2 separate regions of the Arachis hypogaea genome follow, and region 2 is linked to region 1. Evidence: chromatin contacts called from public Hi-C data. All regions are on one chromosome and are shown on one strand. The core of a region is the stretch at or near the end of the contact, and the rest is flanking DNA. Distances in the headings are between cores, read along the strand shown.

Region 1 (2,771 bases), core at 194-2,693:
AATAATTCAGCATATCAAAGCATGACTTTCTAGTTCCCCCTCCCTCACACAAAAAATTTAACCCACTACCCCCTCTCTCTCTCAGCCAACAGCAGCAGTCGCCACCGCCTCCGTCGTCGTCAAACTATTCTCGTCGGCCAAAGGATGTCGTCGCCGCCAACAGCGATAAACAGAGGGTCAACTCGAAGCTCTTGGCCATCCATCCTCTTCTCCTCCACGTCGTTGCCTCTAGACTTGCATATTGAAGCTCGTGGCCATCTTCTACTCTTCTCTACGTCGTCGTCGTGGTCATGGAATTACAGATCGAGGCACTGTCAGTTTGAATCCTATCCCCATCTCTGTCTTGCCGTTCTTCTCTCCTAGTAGTTGAGTTTCGTTTCTCCCTCATCTTTGTCTCTGTCTCTATCTTGCTATTCCTCCCTTGTTTCTATCTCTATCTCGCCGCTCCTCTTTTGCCGGCAGTTAAGTTTCGTACCAACCTCGTTTGTCTTTGAAGTTTATGATTCTGAGTTTGTATGATTCTTGAATCGAATAATGTTTATAATTATGAGTATTCACGGCTGAAATTTATGTTTGCTTCAATTTATGTTTGTTTATTTACTGATTAGGAGTTAGTGTGATTATTGAGTTGTTGTTTTCTGATTATTGGTTGCTATTTTTTTGTTTTTTTTTTTGTTTTTGTTCTAAGTTAGGGTTATTGGTGGTGTGATTGTTGAATTTGAATTTGTTTTTACTTAATTTTTGTTTTTGATATTTGTGAATTCTTTGATTTTTCTGTATTTAGATTGTGAATGTTTATTCTGAATATTTATGCAGATTATTTTATTAGGATTTTAGAATTAATTAAAAATTTTAAATATTTAAAATTATTTATGCTGATTAAAATTTATGCTGAGTATTTTATTTGAATACTTAAGATTGTATATTAAATTTTTAATAATTTTATTATATATTTAATTAAATTAGTTTAATTACGGTTCAATTCCAAATTAACTATTAAATTATAAATTAGTTATTTGACCGATTCAATGATTAGTTTAATTTTTACAATCTTGCAATTTATTATTTTCGTGCATGGCACAGGAGTATACACTAATATAAAAGTAAAAGAAGCTATTAGAATAAGGGCAGTGCTAGATGATGAAAGAAATATTTTTCTTTAGCTATTAAAGAGACATAAAGACATTAGCTGCTGAACACGTGTTATATTATTCTCTGAAGGACGGCACGTCCTGACTAGAATAAGAAGTTACAGACTGTGACCAATGAAAAAAATTAATCAAGTAAGTACAATTTTGTGTTAATGATTATGATTATATTTTTTGGTTTTTTTATTTTGGACCCAATAACATTTTTTGCATTTGGACTTTGTTGCCACATAGATGGATTGGGATAGACAAAGATGGGCTCGCCAATGATAGCTTAAATTAGACATAGGTTCTTGATTCTTAGACATCGCTTATTAATTTAGGGTCTCTTTTTATTGATGACCAAAATAAAGTGTCTGTACCCTATAAAATCATAATGTTCTAGCTCCTCTCTCTTTGGGCTTAAGCCCCGTTTAATAATAATAATAATAATAATAATAATAATAATAATAATAATAATACCTATGTGAAAAGAAGGCATTACAAGAAAATAAAATATTTGTAATAAAAACTTTGTAATAAATTTAAAATTATTATAAAAGATTATTTTTTGTAATAAAAATTAGTGATTGTTGCATAAAAATAATGTTGTGTAACAATAATATAATTTGTTACAAAATATTTTGATATTTTGTAACAACTTAATTATTTTGTTACAAATTATATTGACTTTTGTAACGAATTAATGTTTTGTTACAAAATTTTATAATATTTTGTAACAAAAGATGAAATTCTTGCAAAAGTTTAAAATATTTTGTAACAAAATATCTATTTGTTTAAAAAATTCTAATTATTTTGTAACAAAAAATTAATTTGTCACAAAATTTAATATTATTTGTAACAAGTTATTTGTTTGTCACAAAATGCAAGAATTTTTGTAACTAAAAAAAATTATTTTAAAATGTTAAAATCTTTAAGATAAATTTATTTTGTTTTAAAATTTTAATTTTTTAAAATATTATTTGTACTAATTAATTATTTTTATAAAAAATTAAAGATTAAATGATTAATTTTTAAAAATAGTATATATTATTTTATATTTTTTATAAAATTAATATATAACTTTTACTAATAATCAAGTCTTAAATGTTGACTAAAAATTAATTTTTTAAATTAAAAAATTAATTGTTAAACATAAATAAAAATAGTTAAATTTAAAAATAAAAACAAATATAAAAAATAAAAACCCTAATTCTAACTCTCACTTTCACTCTTCATTCTACTGTTTGCTACCTTTGTCCACTCTTACTGTCTCTACGGCTCCACCTCTCACACTCAAGGTCACCGTCTCATTGCAGGAGGCAAAACCGTCGACGCTGCTTCGCTGGGTCACCCTCTTTCTCTTATTTAAAATAAATTTACAACAAATATTATTTTTTTGTTTCATTACCACTCTAAAATTTAAAATATTTTTTATATTTAAACAAACTTTTGAAAAATTTTCTTAAAAACAAAATATAGAGCTCTGATTTTTTCTTCCCTCTACTAGTCCTAAATTCACTATAACCCAACACTCATCATTAAGTCTGTAAAATTCTTGATTGTTAGAAAATAAATAATAAATTATTTGTGATTTATTATAGTTATTCATGATTTTATTTTCAAAAAATTATTTATCAAAAA
Region 2 (2,771 bases), core at 133-2,632, 470 kb before region 1:
TGTTCAATCCACTTTCAAGGTATTGATTTTATTGTATATATCTTTAATTTATTTTGGGATGAAAAATATCATTCATCAAACAATAATTAATAAAGTGTTTCTAGGAGCAAAGTTAACGTTATATCTTCTTCGATTTGATTTATATCTGATCTGTTATCATGTTTATTAACAATTTATTTGTTCAAACACTAACCACTATCAGGAAAGGATTATCATGTATTTTTCCACATTTAATTTATATACAACCTGTTTAGAATTTATGATGAATTATAAACTGAATTTGGTATTTGTAAGTTAAAGATATAATCCAAGTATAATGAGATTAATCTAATATCAAATTAAATCAACAAAAAATAATATGAGATAGATTTGGATACTCTACTAATATCTTAGATATATATTCTAACACAACTATTGTACAGTGCTAATATCATGGGTGAGTTATTTATTTATTTATTCAACTATTAGCTCATACTCCTAGGAGCTTATATCATTTGACAAATTTATTATTTTATATTAAAAATACTCACAGTTTGTACTTACTAATTTTTTCCTTAATAATTAAGTGACCATAAATATCATTTTGGTGATATAAATAAAAAGTTAGCAAAATGATGAAGTTTGTGCTGTACTTTGAAATTTCGTCCGTTCAATAATATATATCTTCATATATTTGGCTGGATTATTACTTTCAATTACAACCTCAAAATAGCAATAACGAACTTGAATGTTCAGTGCACAATAATAGTTGCATTATTATGCACACTCCATAAAATAATATAGGAAAATAGTATATGATATAACCTACGACAACTAAAAATTCCTATAATATATAGAAATTATTCCCCTCACATGATGATGAAATTTTCATTTCTGATAAGTGATATAAGATTAAATTAAACTAGATTAAGCCAAGTACTACACCTCCTATTTAATTATTATTATTGAAACTTCTAACGCGTGGATATGCTAATATATATGCCATGTGGTTGCTTTCCACCCACTAACGAATAACTATTTAAAAAAATAATAATAATAGTTTTTTTGACCTTTTATTTGATTGGGTTTGTTTATTTAACATAGCTCCATGTGATGAAAGAAAGAGACATGTGTGATAGATAGTTTGAGATGGAACCAATGCAAGTCGTGTAATTAGAAAAATGATGAGAGAGGGTGGTGCAAATTTTGTGGGTTTTCCACTTGTTTTTAAAACAAAGAAACAAACAAAAACGTATATTTAATCATATCAACTTCGTCACTAAAGCCAAACGAGTACTCCACCATATAAAATTGATTTCAAACTCGGAAAGGAGACAAAGAAAACAATCATCCTTTTACATCACTCCCAGATATAGATGTTCATATTCATATTGGTCCACACACCCCTCTTTCCTCTTGTGGGCTCCCTTCTAATACTACTTTCACTTATCTACGTGACCCTTCAAAACACTCTAAATTAGTTTTTTTAAAAAGAAATTAATTATTCGTAATTCACACAGGTTTGTCGTTATCATCAATGGATTGGATAAGTCATACATTTTTTTTAAAAACTAAAGTCACAAATTTTAAATCTTCAACAAAAAAGTTCGTTTAGACTAGGGTTGTTAAAGATCCGTCCAAACCAAAATTTGGTCCAAATTTAAAATATATTTGGTCATGTTTAAATTTATAATTTTATCCTTTGTGATTTTCGAGCTAAAATTCGAGTTATACTTTAAATAGACTTGATTTCATCTGAAATTGTATTTTATAATTAAAATATTATATATTTATATTTTAATTAATATTGTCATATTATATGATATAGTTTTTTAAAATTTAATTTTTAAAAATGAAATTTATAAAATTATATACTAATTATTTATTAGATTGATCAAATTTAACTTGATTTATTTTGGATAAATTTAAAATTAGATTTAGGTTTTTAAAATAAATAAGATAAAATATTAGAATTGAATTCAAGTCTAATCTCAATCATGTACGTTCCTAGTTTAGACTGGTGTTTTATTACATTTATTACTTTGAAATTTAGATATATTAAAGATTCAACATATTATATCCAAATATATTAATTTTCTTAATAAAACAAACTTTTAAATCGAATGATACTTTGAAACGATATACATAGTTTTGTTTTTTTTTTTTAAAAAAAAAAATCGTATCAAGAATGGTGCTTAGCGGGGTGGCATCGGAAAGTGACGCAGGAAAAATCTCTATCCGTTTGGTTCTCATTTAATTGTTGGCTTTTGCAAATTGTGGTTTCACTAGAAACTTGCTTTATTTGTCAATGGGGGCTATCATTTTGTCTCTTCAATTTCAACCTTATGTGTGACTCGTAATTCATATTCATTCACATTAATGCATCCAATTATTCATATACGCGTTAATAAGGACCAACATCGTTGATTGATTGCTCTTTTCAAAAGCATGCATCCAAAATATATACGATAATTATTGTCATGTTGTTTTCAAATGTCTGGTCAATTTTTATATTTTCCTTCTTGCATTATATTAATTGCCACTAAGTTGGAACCATTGAGTTGTTTGACAAATAATAGTTAGGGTTATATTTTTATGTGAACAAGAAGCTTCCAGGAAAAAGAAGGATATTCATCATTATAGATTTATAGATCTATAATCAACACTAATCATGATTAAAGAAATTTTGTTAACTAAAGAGGAAATTCTAGTAAAGCAATGATGATATATATTAGAATACGAATTAATTTGTTAGGATTTAATTTCGTATTGTTTTGTTATCATTAAGGGTT

Evidence for each region. Hi-C and Micro-C count contacts between places; a contact is called where the count stands out from the background.
Region 2: a Hi-C map of leaf shows a contact between it and region 1, with 1.8 times the contacts expected there. The contact joins two enhancer-like sites. A contact is called at or near these places in 2 of 8 Hi-C or Micro-C datasets (both in leaf).

What each region holds. Positions count from the first base shown.
Region 1 is chr4:36,039,718-36,042,488 of arahy.Tifrunner.gnm2.J5K5, reverse strand. No RefSeq gene overlaps it. Among protein-coding and RNA genes, the nearest start is that of LOC112798406, 14 kb to the right of the region's middle. Within about 2 kb of position 1,443, at least 1 of the 3 cell types and tissues checked has open chromatin away from gene starts, as enhancers often do.
Region 2 is chr4:36,511,037-36,513,807 of arahy.Tifrunner.gnm2.J5K5, reverse strand. No RefSeq gene overlaps it. Among protein-coding and RNA genes, the nearest start is that of LOC112796666, 39 kb to the left of the region's middle. Within about 2 kb of position 1,382, at least 3 of the 3 cell types and tissues checked have open chromatin away from gene starts, as enhancers often do.